Linked DNA regions of Anas platyrhynchos: region 1 is linked to region 2. The links are chromatin contacts, called in public Hi-C maps. All regions are on one chromosome and are shown on one strand. The core of a region is the stretch at or near the end of the contact, and the rest is flanking DNA. Distances in the headings are between cores, read along the strand shown.

Region 1 (6,451 bases), core at 3,293-5,792, 51 kb after region 2:
CCACTCATCAGTCTCACAGAGGATGACAAGTCCATGACCACTGCAACAGGAAAACCCGTGAGTACTGTGCTACAGAAACGTTCTGCCAGCTTAACTAACCACAGGGGAGGAAAAGTAACAGCAGGGACAAGCATGATTCCTTGGGAATCCAAGAGTAAGCGTTTCAAAGTGTCCCAACTCCATGCATTTCTTTGGCAAAGAATGTACAGTCTTCACGAGCGGAGGAGTCTGACAACCCTGCTGTCTGCTGTGGGATTTTTTTTCCTTTTGCCTATAAGATCATCTCCATTCTCGCCGGAGCTTCGAGCTGCTCGTCTCAAGCTGCTCAGGCACATAGAAAGCACAGAAACGACTGAAACTCAATCTAATGAGAAGTCACAAACAGCACTCTGTGAACATACCAGTGGCTCCTTCGTTCAATCCACTTCATAAACAGCATCTAAGGGTCTCTGATGATGGGTAACATATGGAGTCATAACAAAGGGCCTCTGAAGGCATTCACAGGAAAGGAACAGAGCCAATGATGAAAAAGTCTTTCCTCTTTCTCTTTATAGATCAACACCACCACATGGGCAAGATTACCAGTGACGACTGATCCACAGAATTAACAGGGATGCCTAAACTTTGTCTCTCACAGGAAACCTATCAGCCATCTATATCAATTCAGCAGTGTATTCTAACGCAGTCACTTCACTACGTACAGGCCCAAACCAGAATGATGACAGGCAGCCAGGAAACAGAGGAGTGCTCTGAGGTACAGCCTTCCCCTGCCACACAAAAGTTTAGATATGACAATGAGCAACCACGTAGAAGCTTCTCAGAGTTAAGGAATGAATTCTACAGAAAGATCAAACACTGCTTCACAAGAGAAATCCTCACTAATAAAAATTTCCCTGATGAGTGAAATCTGAAAGCCCCTGAGAACCCCGGCTCCCTCCCTCTGGCACTTGTTTGAGGAAACATCACAGAGCAGTGATTTCCAAACTGTAGTCAAGGGCGCATCAGCAAACTGCTGAGTACACTGTGGTGGTCTGGAAAGCGCTCATCCGTCACGTGGTGGTGGTTCCATCTCCCTGTTTCCAACTTCTAATTGCATTAAACAAGTTTAACTCACATTTAGTACTTCTAATTTACCCTCAAAACCACTGAAGTTGCCACAGAGATGCTACCCACCATTAGATTGCAGGGAGACAGTGACTGCTGTGTAACTGAAACTGTGAAAAATATTTCTTTAAATATTTGGAAACTAGTGCCAGAAAGGAAGCAGGAAAACACCTTATCCTTTTCCACAAAACCAAAATAGGAATGACATTTGTTTTCTGAATTGCACACTGTGTGCCATGTTAAAGAGACAAGCATGATTACAGAATTAAAAAGTTGGGCAAGCCTCCTTGTGCAGCTTTGCACACTTGCTTATTTTTGGTTGCAGTAGAGTATCCACATAAACATTAACACTGTCAGTGCTTTGTGAGACTAGGAGACAGACAGGACAATTCTACATGACTAAATCCTGATTTACATTTTTCATTGTTGAATATGTATTTGTTCATGTAATACCAAGCAAATCAAATAGGCACATATACAAGGGGTTTCCTACTTCATCAGTCAACATACTTCTCCAATACAACCATGAGGTTTCCCCTCGAACAGAAGTCTCCTCCTTCTCAGTTTTGTTTACATTAAAATACATCTCTGGGTGCTACCTTGTGGCTAAGCAAAAAGCATACGCACCCTGTTTTTAAGGCAGTGTGATGGATTTATGACCCCACTCTCCCTTTATAAATGAACCACCTTTCCTTGTGCGTGCGGAAGATGGTCACCGAGCTGCTCACAGAACGATCATCGTCTTGCTCAGTTACGGCTGATCGCTTTTCATCAGTTTTAATCAACATTACCCACTGTATCGAGGCAGCTTAACTCCTTGTCTTGCTTAGGTTTTTCAGGAATCCATGAAGTGTGAAAGTCTTCATTTTTATCAAGTACTTTAGTGTCCCGAGTCTCAAGCACACACCTACTGAAGTTTCTCTTCAGCCTCTCAGTCAGTTCCACCTGTACCTCAGTGTTAGCGCAGGCCAGCGCGCCTTGTTCGAGCCTGATGTCCAGAACCACAAACGCAGAGCACCCCACTGCCAACACGGGCACGGAACTGCGCATTTCCCTGTTTCACTTCACGTTTACAAACAGCTTTTTAACCCACTGGTGGCACACCATCCCGAGGGCCATCGCTAGGTTTCTGTACCAGCTTCTCTGAGCACGGGGCCGGTTCCCAGGACGCCGCACTTGACCCGGGGCCTGCTCGGCTGCCCGTGACCGCGGTCAGTGCCCCCTGCCCCCGGCACGTACCCAACACCTCTAATTTAACACCATTTCACCTCTCCGACCACCACCCGGCCCAGCGCTCGCCCTGTGACAGGCTGCATTTTAATTTTGACCGTGACTCTGTCTCTCCCCGCCCCGCCACCCGGCTCCTCAGCCCCTCTGCCGACTTCCCCATCGCTCTCAGAGCGGAAGGAAAAGAGAATAAAAATTAAAAAAAAAAAAAGGAAAGAAAGAAAGAAAAAAGCGAAACGCTCCCGAAGTTCAGTTTCGCGGCGTTAACTCGCGCGCGCTCGCTCTGCCATTGTCTCCCGCACAAAAGCCCGCCTGCGCCTGCTTTCCATGACAATGCTTCAGGGGAGAGCCGGGGCGAGAGCCCCAGCCCGCCTTTGTCCGCCCCAAACGAGCCCCCTCGGAGGGGCTGCAGCCCTCGGCGGCGGCCGGTGGGGCGGCCGGGGCCGGTCACAGGCGGGCGCCCATTGTCCGGGGGCCGCCGGGGCTCGGCGCCACACGGCGGCGGAGGGACCGGGGGAGGGACGACTGGGGGAGGGTGGGGGGAGGACCGGGGGGACCCTGCTCGTCCCCGCCGAGGCGGGGGCGCCCTGCCCGGCCCTGCCCGGCCGAGGGGCGGGCTCTCTGCCGCCGGGGTCTTCCCCGCCCGGCCGCGCCCCGCCTCGGGGCCGTCGCTCCCCGGTTGCGGAGGGGCTTCCCCCCTCGGCGCGGCGGAGCCAGCGTGGCCGCGCTTCCCCTCCGCCAGGGCGCGTGTGGAGCCCGGCCCTCGGCGACGGCGGCGCCGCGTCCCCCCCGTGCACACACACACACACACACACAGATATACGCGCACACAGACACACACACACAGACATTTATACACATGATACACACACATATACGCGCACACACACACACACACACACACACACACACACACACACACCTCCCTTCCCTCAGCCCTCGCCCTGCCCCGCCGCCGCCCGGCTCGCCCCGCCAAGGGTTAAGGCGAGAGGCCGGCGCGGCGATGGCAGCAGCCCTGTCAGAAACACCCGGTGGGTGCCGCGGGGTGGTGAGGAGCGAGAGAAAAAATAAAATACATTTAATAAATAAATAAATAAATAAATAAATAAATAAAAAGAGAGAAACCCCCCGCGCGGGGGCCCTGGGCTCCGTGCGGCCGAGCCCGCTGTCAGGGCGGCCGAGCCCCGGGACGCGCCGCCGCCGCCGAGCCGCTCCTGCGGGCGGCCGGGGGGAGCCGCGGGGCCCCGCTGAGCTCCGGGCCCCGCAGCAGCGGCCCCCGCGGCGGGGCGAGCGCGGCCCCCGCTCGGCGGCTGCCCGCCCCGGGGAAAGCACAATAGCCCCCCCACCCCAGTGACACCGGAGCCCCGGGGAGAAAGGGGGGGGGGGGGGGGGGGGCTTTGTGAGGAGAATTGAGCGAAATTTACAAAACAAAACAAAAAAAAAATACAACAGAGGGAGAGAGAGAGACGGGGGCAGAGTGGCTCCTCCTCCTCCTCTCCAAAAAGGCCTGTTGGAAAACTGCACACGGCAGCGGCTCCAACGGCACCGTCTCCCTCGCTCTGCCCTGGAGAGAGAAAAGGAGGCGAAAGGCACCGAGCGAGAGGGGGGGATCGCGGCGAAAGGGGGGAAAAGGCCCGATCTCTTTGTGTTACCTGCCGTGAAACCAGTCCTTGCAGGCATCGCATTCAATCATGAAGCGGGTTACGTCGTAGGGCAGCCTACAGATGCAATAGACGGGCACCGTCGCCATGTTAGCTCCCTTCAAAACAACGCTGGACTCCCAGACAAGCGAGCGGGGCTCGCTGCGGCTCCTGCCGCTAGGTAGCTTTTGCTGCTTCTCCTTCCAAAATGCCAGCAAATTTGCAATGTCGAGAGACGGAGCGGGGAGGGGGGGGGGGGGGAAGGGGGAAGAAAAGAAGAGGGGGGGGGGAAAAATCAGATAATGCAATTACGGCTCCTCAAGGGCGAGCGAGCAATGTCAGAAAAATAATAAAGGGCTTCGCAAAGTTTGGCTGCATGGTTCCTCCGGCTCCGCGAGCGCCGACCGACCGGACTGGGGCTTTTTTGTTGTTGTTGTTGTTAAATGATTATTATTCAAAATGTTTGGCGAAATGCATTATATTGCATGCCCCCTGGTGACAGTACAGTACCGAGGCTTTTCATAAACACTCCGAAATGTAGCCCTTTCCTTGTAATGTCCTTACGTCAGCTTGCAACATTGCAATATTTCCTCTGCTGGGGCTGGGGCGGGCGGCGGCGGGGGAGGCGAGGCGAGGCGAGGCGAGGCGAGGCCAGGCGGCAGCTCCGCTCCGCTCCGCTCCGCGCCGGGTGAGTTCGGGGGGCTCCCGGGGCCCGAGGGGGGTCGCCTTGTGCCTGGGGCTCTCCCCGGTGCGGTGCCCCGGGAGGGACTTTGTAAAGTGGCCCGGGAACGGCGGGGGGTGCCCAGGGACGGGGGCAGGAGGGAGAGACCCCCCCCCCGGTGCCCCCCAGCACCCCCCGGTGCCCCCCGTCCTGCAGCCGGGCTCGGAGGCCCCCACCCATGGGCAGCTCTCGCTCCGCGGCCAGGTGCGGAGCATCCGCGCTTCCAAGCGGTTCGCAGCCGCCGTGCTGCCCCCTCGGCTGACAGGACACCCCGCTGGGTAGTGCCCTGGGGGTGGTTAGGGGCCTCTGGGCACAAGCTGCACGTGTGTTGATTTATATTAAAAAAATAAAAAAAAAAAATATAAATGGCCTGTTAGTTGTTTGGAGTTATTGCAGTGCGTGTGACGGTACCTGCCTCTGCGTGTGCTGGTCCGGTCACCACGAGCCACGGAGCAAGCAGGGCTGCTACAGCAGAGGTGAAAATAAACACCCTGTGCCTGCAAAGCACCGACCCAAAGCCGGCAGGTATGGGCTCCGTGCTGTGGGGTGCCCCTTGGACACCCCTGTGTAGCCCCAGACTACAACTGCCCACAGACACCGGCTGCCTCATGGACAGAGCAGTAAACAGGGGGGGCAAAGGCAAAATCTGAACCCAGACTGAGAATGCAGGACCTCAATTTCCCCCAACACCTAGGCTCCAAACAGCTGATGGGGTGGTTAAAATAGTCACACTTTGCAATGTTTTGCTGGGATGTACGCTGAGTGTGTTTGATAGCCACTGGCACACTTCTCATAGATGTGCGAAAACTTCATAAAATAGTCACAAAGAGTCCCAGAGTCCCACCTGACCTGTGATTGCCAGTTACAATTGATTTGGTGTCTTGAATCCATCTCATTTGAGGGACGGGGGGATATATCTATTTCTTAATAGATAAAAAATAAAATAAAAAATGGACACCTTTCTGTTTTTTCAGCAGTCTGCAAAAATCATCAGAAATCACCTGTAGTAGACAAGGAGAATTCAAGGGCCCAAATAACTTGAGCTCTTTTTTTTTTTTTTTTTTTCCCTTGCAGAGATAAGGCCATTGTCGGCACAGGCAGAACCTGTCTAGGCCAATTGAAGAGACACCGTCAAAATTACTTGCCTTGCCCATCAAATTTACATGCCACAGCAATGACTTTCAGTCAGTGTTCATGCAGAGCTACATTGAACTAGTGTCAGAAATTACATTCCTGGGTCTACCATGAATGTTTACAAGTGAAACCAAATTTCTAGCATAGCTCAAGGTGTGGTAACGCAGGGCTAAGTTTATAGGCCTACATTTTACATCATGACTCAGTTGTTTTGAACGACATTTTGAGGCACACAAAGGGGCCTATTTTCCTCATTATGCCGAGTGGTATAAGGATCTTGTCCTCTAAAAATCAGACCCCTTTTAACTTTGAATTGATTTATCATGATTTTAATTGCTTGGGGTTTCAACCAGAAAAGAAGAGCGAGTCTAGGGAGTTACACGGGATGAGGAGACAAGGCCCAGAAAACCATCACAAGAGCTACGCGGGCTTTTATAGGATCCCCTCTTCACCACCTGAACATGCCAACCACATCTATCAGAACCTCTCAGCTTTGCAGGAAAGGTTTAGGTAGAACTTCTGTTGATTTTGATAACCTTTAGTATTATGGGACAGTCAAGCAAAAATTGTTTTCTTGCCTCCGCACACTAGAAAGGCATGCAACTGCAACCTGGAGTGCCTTGTT
Region 2 (7,084 bases), core at 1,119-3,618:
GTATATTCAACTTGTAGTCTTTTTAATCAAAAACTGCCATTTCTAAATTCTAAGATTATGCACCACTGTTTTTAACAGGATTTATATTTAATTCCTGATGGTAGATTTTGGCTACTTCTGTCTGATTTCTCCCCCACACACACATACTGAAAAATAGGTGTCTTTCACCATTCATAGTTCAAAGCAAAGTGGAAGAAATCAAATCTCAATGTCATACAAAACTCTCAGAAGTCCTCTGCTTTCTCTCCTACACTGGCTCAATAATAGCCTCAGAGTATCTGTAGCTATACATCCCTTTTCAAGGCAAGCCATTGTAATGCCAAATTGCTTGCTTTAACATCACTTGTGCTTATTTGTTTGAACAATTTCCAGTACATTTGTCAAAAATCTTCCAACAAAACTGATTAATTTAAATCAAAACATTTTGTGGGGACATACTGATTTTGTTAAATCCTTCAGGACTTGCCTCCCAATTTTTTTTAATTTATTTTTTTGCCAGTGTGCCCAATTTGTGGGTGCCCTGCTTGGACCAGTTGTTAGCAGACCATCTGGGTGACAAGAACAGCTGCAGATTGTCCAGGTTTCCAGTTCACACTTTATTTTGAAAAAGAGTGGAAAAACAATTTCATTTTTTGACCTCAAAACAAACATTTCAGACCATTCCCCTTTCCTCCAAGATATTTTTTTTTCAACTTGAATTTTGAAGACAGTGAAGGAATAATTAGCTGGTTTTAGTATTACTGAGTTTTAATACAACAGAAATCAGTTTCCACCCATCCCTGATTTCTCACTAAAAAAGAAATGTTCTGATTCTGTGCTCATGGGAGATGAGCACAGTGCTTTTCCTCTGTGTGTTGCAGTAATGTTGCAAAGGAGCAAGAACATCCACATCACTGTTGCTTATTTACAATAAATGGCTTTCAAGTACAGCATTTAATCTTACAGCAATTGGTTTCTTTTCTTTTTCTTTCCCATTGTGTAACAGAAAGAATTTGTGAATTAATCTGACCAAAGGCAAACACAGTTACAATTCTTTCCCAGACAAAGCTCCCACTGAGATCAACTGTCACTTTTACTCAGGAGAACTTTTACCTGTGAAATAACAGCAAGAATTGGCATCCCCAGTGCATCCTACAGTTTTGACTGCCACTGAAATTGCTACAGTTTTATACCCTGGCAAACCATAACATATTGTTTCTTACTCTTCTCATCAAAAGACAAAAAACACCACACAGTTTCCGAAAATCACTGTATTAGACCTTTGTCTAGTCCACAGCAGTAAGTGCCTCATGACACTTAAGGGAGGACGCGCTATTTTCATCGCAGACTGGGGACTGAAGCAGAAGAGGTAAGGTACCTTGCATCAGCTCACGCATGCTGCCTGAGGCCAGGTGAGGCTGGAAGCTAAATTCAGATCTCTAGAATCCAGTCCATGATTCCCCCCCTCCCCCTGATGCCTCTTTTCACCTCATGTTTTGAATTCCTGTTTTTATGACACAATCTATTTAAATGTGTCTTACTGTAACAAAACAAAAGGAAGATTCTTTTGTTTAAACATACAGAATTTGTCATCTGTCTGAGGACCAGCCGTGCAAGTATACTTACAAGTAGACTTTCCATGGGTTTTCTCACAATTTGGACAGTGATAGATGTCAATGTCTGGTGCCTCCTCTTCTTCAACGCCCACACAGCTGGAATATTTAAAAGCAGATATTACATTAGCTTGAGCCAATTTCCAAACATGCAAGCACACAATTAATAATAATAATAAAAAAAAAAAAACACCACCCTATAAGCTGTGCATTTACTATGCAGCTATGCTGACTGCTAACGGCTATACCCAAGCAAAATTTAGCTGCTCTTTACACTAGTACAGTCTGACCGGATTTTCTGTAGCCTACGTTCCTGATGTGGTGCTAAAAAAGGTGGCTTTCAGGAAGCCACTTACCAGCTCACTCTGGACTCCCCATTAAAATGTGGCCGAGTCCCCAAGAATGTTTTTTTCCTAGGCAGACCACTTTGTACCTACACAGAGTTCTTCAAGTACCCTCCCGCATAAACCTAATTAACAAAACACAGCTTCACCAAGCATGTATGGACAGCTGCTAGGTACTGGAGCACTCTGCCAAGGTATACCATATACAAGGCTTCTGTAGGTTCCCTTTCTATTGCAATATCTGAAGATGAAGAGGCAAAGAAGACACATAGCTCACAGCACTTCTGGCTGCCAAGAAGATGGGTTGTATCATGGCAGCTGCTTGGAACACCCACTGAGATTATTTTGGATGCACAACATACGTAACAATACAGCGCAGCCTGCGGGCACGCTGTGTGAATGCAATCCAATGGCACAACACAGCACTGGGGGAAAACAAAACTAAATTGCGAAGGAATGAAGTACCCAAGATAAGATGTTGCGCAGCCGAAGCGCTGAGCAGCCAGCCAAATAATCAAACTCCAGAATGGCACCGTTCCTCCAGGAGGAGGCAAAGCAAACAGGATTCTGCTCCTGCTTGTTCTGTCTGAAACAGCCCAGACTGCGAGGCGCATTTTTGCAGCACATACACGAAAATATCCTTCAACTGCCTTGCAGAAAGCTGGGGGTTGTGAGAGCCCTCGTGCGATGGCTCCATGGGAGCTCAGCTGGGCAAGAGGAGCCATGAGAGGCTCCTCACCAAGGCAGCCTCACCTTGACCATCAGCACAAACAAGGCTGGATCACACCACAACAGGAGCAGCCTTGGAGTTTCCCTGCTTCAACCCTGAAACACCTTCTCCATGCTCTTCGGTTAGCAAAAACTCCAATATATCTCTTTTGCCAGGGGAAGGGTTTGGACCCATATCATGGAAGTGTCATCTTGCCATCACGTGCACCACCTGCCTGGCCATGTGGAGCTCAGAGCTCTTGTGACTCTGGGGGTGTGGGTATGTGCACACACCGGCATGCTTGGGGCAGCAGGAGCTGCTTTGAAAAAGTGACAGAAGCATGTAAATCAAAATACACAATGACCCTCTGTGTTTACAGAGGTGGGTTTGAAGCTGCTTTGAATCCAAGCCACGAAGTGACGTGTAACTGTAAGGATCATGGTTACAATCCACTGATCTACTTGCTTTTGAAAACCAGCATCCACAAAAAAAAAAAAAAAAAAACAAGCAGTGAGTATTCCCCAAAGCTGGAAAATGCCAAAGAAGGTAAGATATGGAAATAAATCCTTTTTTTCTGACCACAAAATAATATTCTGCCAGAAACCTTTGTGGACATTTCCATCCTGTTGTAGCCACCAGTGTAAGCATGGGACCCAGGCCTCGCCAAACTAAAGAAGCTTTGCAACCAAAGTTGCAGAAATTCTCATTTTTGTGAGTTCAGCCTGGCAGCAGAGCTGCAGCAGCACTGCTGGTAAACAAAACTTATTTCTGAATCATGTAAAAGTAATCACAGATTTAGCTGATGCTTTTTGGATTAAACAGTTGCTTGAAAAAATACAAAATCACAGGGTCTCCCTGGGCAGACAGCATGGAAAACTGAAGAGTAAGTTTGCAGACAGGAAAAAATCATCACAACAATCCAGTCCTCAGAGTCAAGTACGTACAGGCAATAAATACCAGATTAAGCAGTAGAAAATTTAAACAAACCCTGGCAGATTAGAACAAGCGTAACAGAATGTGGAGGATTCCTCTGCTCGTAAAGCTGCATCAGCTGCTTATGCCACTGGGTTCAGCTTGTCAGGCTTTGTAAAGGTATGGATTAGGCTCTATACAAGGGCTTGAAAAGCCTATATTTAGCTAAACTAAGCAGATGAGACCCTTGGGCACCGCATGGATTGCTACAGGAGATATGAAAAGCTACTGCAATGGGCAAAGGCTTCAGTGTGGTGGGAGCTATTGTTCTGAGAGCAAGTAAAAATATTTAACTAGAACAAAATGGAAGAGTAAAAATAACTGACCTCAAACTCAGATGGTTCTCTGAAGGCTGCAGTCAACTCTTCCAACACAACACGGCTTTTGAATAATGATTAGCCACTTACAGCTTCCAGCAGCCAGAAACCACTACCCTTACTGCACCTGAAATTGCAGGTACAAACTTTCCAAGCGCTCACCCCTATTGAAATGACTCTGATGATCATTAACAAAATTATGAGCCAGCTCCAGTTCAGTCCCCTTTTCTCAGTGAACAGAGCTTGACTTGCCAGACGCTTCCACATGAATGTGGGCACAAAAATTGAATTTCCATAGTTAAAGACGCACGATCCCCAAAGAAATTCCTGCCAGCACAGGAACAAGGACTGGCTGCTGGGCTGCCGGCAGCTCCACTGCAGTGGCCTGTCCCTGAGTTCGTATCAAAAGCACATTTACACCTGTGAAGGGGGAAGACGAGGAGCTCGCCAGGCCAGCCTTTGGCAGAGGTCAGCGCAGGGTCCTGTAGTGGTCTCCTGCCTAACTTACACGTGTATTTTAAACTCGAGGTGGCTAATTCACAATAGAATAAAATCACATTCCTCTAGGTGAATAAAACCATTTCGTCGACTGCAGCTGAACAGTGCTGCCCTTTCCCTCAAGCCCTGTCCCCCCCCCCAAATTTTAGCACAAAAGGTGCATTGTATTTTGTATCTTTTTTTTTGCGAGAATGCTCCACTTTAGTCTCTCCAGTTTCTCCTCTCTCTCGCCCTTTTTTTTTTTTTTTTTGTCCTATTTGCCTGAGAGAAATGCAAACACTCTTTTTTGAGTGGAGTCGACCATTTGACCCCCTACAACGATCAAACGGGCTCCAAGTTAGACAATGCCGGATCCCACGCGGCGTGCCTGGGAGCAGCCTCCAGCAACAGCCCCTGCTGCACCGATTCGCACATTAATCTGTCAATATGAGCCCTGGATGCATTACCATCAGCAGCAAAGAACTGGAAAAAAAAACCTCTCAATAGCACTTTTGTGCAATTATTCAGATCTGCCAATGAGATAAAAATGGACACGGGAGGTTCAGCAAAGGAACTGCACTTGTAGTGTCGAGGCAGAGCTTACAAAAGCACAGTCTGAGCTGGAAATAAACTGGGGGAGCAGGAACGCCAGCCAACATCGCAGGACAGACACAGCTGCCAGCCTCCTCACAAGCTGTTCCCCACTTGCAGAGGCAACAACTGCACGGGACGCACGCAGCAGGAGCCGGCCTCTGCCTGTGCTGAGCCCTGCTCTCTTGCAGCATGAGGGGAGGAGAGGAGAAAAGGTGAGCACAGGCCGGTGGCCCCAGCAGGTAGGCTCCCATGGGCCAGGAGGAGATGGAGAAGGCTGAGTAGAGAGACCCTGCAGCTTCACAGGGTCGGAGGGGAGAAGCTGTGGAAGATGGGCAGGGAGCAGAGGGGCAGGCAGCAGCAGGCAGAACGGGAAGCAGCTTTCAGAACGGCAGCAGGAGCAGGCTCCTGATTCATTTGCAGATTCATTTGTATCAGCAGGCCAAGAATTGGTTTCAGAAAGCCCGTAAAATCCCCAAAACGGCATACTGACATCCCAAGAAGATCCCCTTCTGCTGCAAGAGCTCACAGACCAGGTGGCACAGCACTTACCCAAAGCAGTCTGACAGAGGTGGTTGAACACAGTCCTGTGTGCACAGCAAGGGTAACCCACCGCTGCCTGCAATTTCACACTCAAACGTGTGCAGGTACGAGGGGGGTGTCCTCTGTACAAGTATTTACAGCCCCCCTGACAGTTCTCACTCTCTGTGAACCATCTCTAGCTACTGCTTCTTAACTGGGTAACAACTAGGAAGTTTCGCCAGACCAAGTATGTTGTTCCCAGGAAAAGCATCAGGTTCCCAAAGCAGATTTGAAGGAGAAAACTTAATATACAAAGGCTAAGGAAAAAAGGGAAAGAAAACACTCCCCAAGATGTCTTGCAAAGACACTGTGGCATGGGCACAAACAGGTGAGAGGCTGCAGCAGCAAGATGCCAGCTGGGAAGCAGGGCAGCAGCCGGAGCTGGAGGTTACGGTGCAAGTCACGGCAGTGCAGATGCTGGCAGCACAGCGGCCTCAGAAAGCATGCGCCACATCTTTGCCCAAGTGCAGTAAAGCTAGAAGAAGAGGTTAATTGTTGTGTATCCAAGAATATCTCGTTGGGATGATTTAAAACAATGTAATGGTTGGCTTTAAATGTTATTAAAATAATTTAGCTCAGGTTGAGGCAGTGTAAAACTAATTTGATCATCAGATAAAAGCGAAGCACTGTTATTGATGCATTTGGATTTTACCAAAAGTGTCATAGGCTAATAATAATAATAATAAAAGTAAATCATTTGTTACTGTAGCTGTTTAAGCTGATATATCGCACATTTTACAGTGACTTAAATGAGAATTAGCGCTAACAGAAGCATTTGCAATCAGAGGTTAGAAATTACATTTTTATTAGAAACTTTGCCCTTTGCCACTTTGAAACAAAATTGCTTGTGTTCACAATGAAGAGATATTCAGATTTTAGTATTCTGACAAAGTTAATGACTTTTTATTATTGTTGCCTGCATATAAAAGGTGCATAAATCTGAACTGTTTTTATAGCATGAACGTCTATGAGGACCTTGATTTGTAATCTTCAATGAGATGACATTTAAGTAATTTTAGGAAAAAAATTAACCCATCCTATTAAGGGGTTAATGAGAAAAATTAATCCATTCCATTAAAACCATGTAATAACCATTATCAAACAGAAGACAAGTGCAGAAAAATGTCAAAGAACAAAACAACCAGACAAAAGGCAATTTGATGGGAAAGAAAGTAAAACTTAGTAATACATAAATAAAACTAGCGAAAACAAACCAATTTTACATTTTATCCTTTCTCAAGGACCACTACTGCACAAACTACAAAGCAGCATGGTCCCAAATTCTGGAGTGGGGAAAAAACATTCTTTCCCTACTTTCCGTCTCACCCAGATGATTACAGATTTAACCTGTTGGCTTTCATTTTGTGCCATGGTTTATCCGCTTCCCGCTGAGTAGAGCTCTGCTAAGGCATTACATGTAAACACACCCTGCCTACAGAGGCCAGCACAGCTGTACCTCCCTGCAGGCACGGAAGGTGTCACTAACAGGACTGGGGGATC

The links. A called contact is a pair of places that touch in the nucleus more often than the background predicts.
Region 1: a contact with region 2 is called in a Hi-C map of subcutaneous adipose tissue, with 3 times the contacts expected there. The contact joins the promoter of PHF2 here to the enhancer-like site in region 2. A contact is called at or near these places in 4 of 8 Hi-C or Micro-C datasets (liver, skeletal muscle, small yellow follicle and 1 more).

The regions. Positions count from the first base shown.
Region 1 is chr13:19,772,306-19,778,756 of IASCAAS_PekinDuck_T2T, forward strand. PHF2 (PHD finger protein 2) reads right to left here and starts at 4,543. Exons shown (of 22, transcript XM_013096610.5): 1 at 3,984-4,543. The coding sequence starts at 4,081. LOC119718208 (a long non-coding RNA gene) reads left to right here and starts at 4,530. Exons shown (of 3, transcript XR_005269032.2): 1 at 4,530-4,659; 2 at 5,767-6,451.
Region 2 is chr13:19,723,848-19,730,931 of IASCAAS_PekinDuck_T2T, forward strand. It overlaps PHF2 (PHD finger protein 2), which reads right to left. Exons shown (of 22, transcript XM_013096610.5): 2 at 1,606-1,691. Among named protein-coding and RNA genes, the nearest start is that of PHF2, 49 kb to the right of the region's middle. Within about 2 kb of position 2,369, at least 3 of the 8 cell types and tissues checked have an H3K27ac peak or open chromatin away from gene starts, as enhancers often do.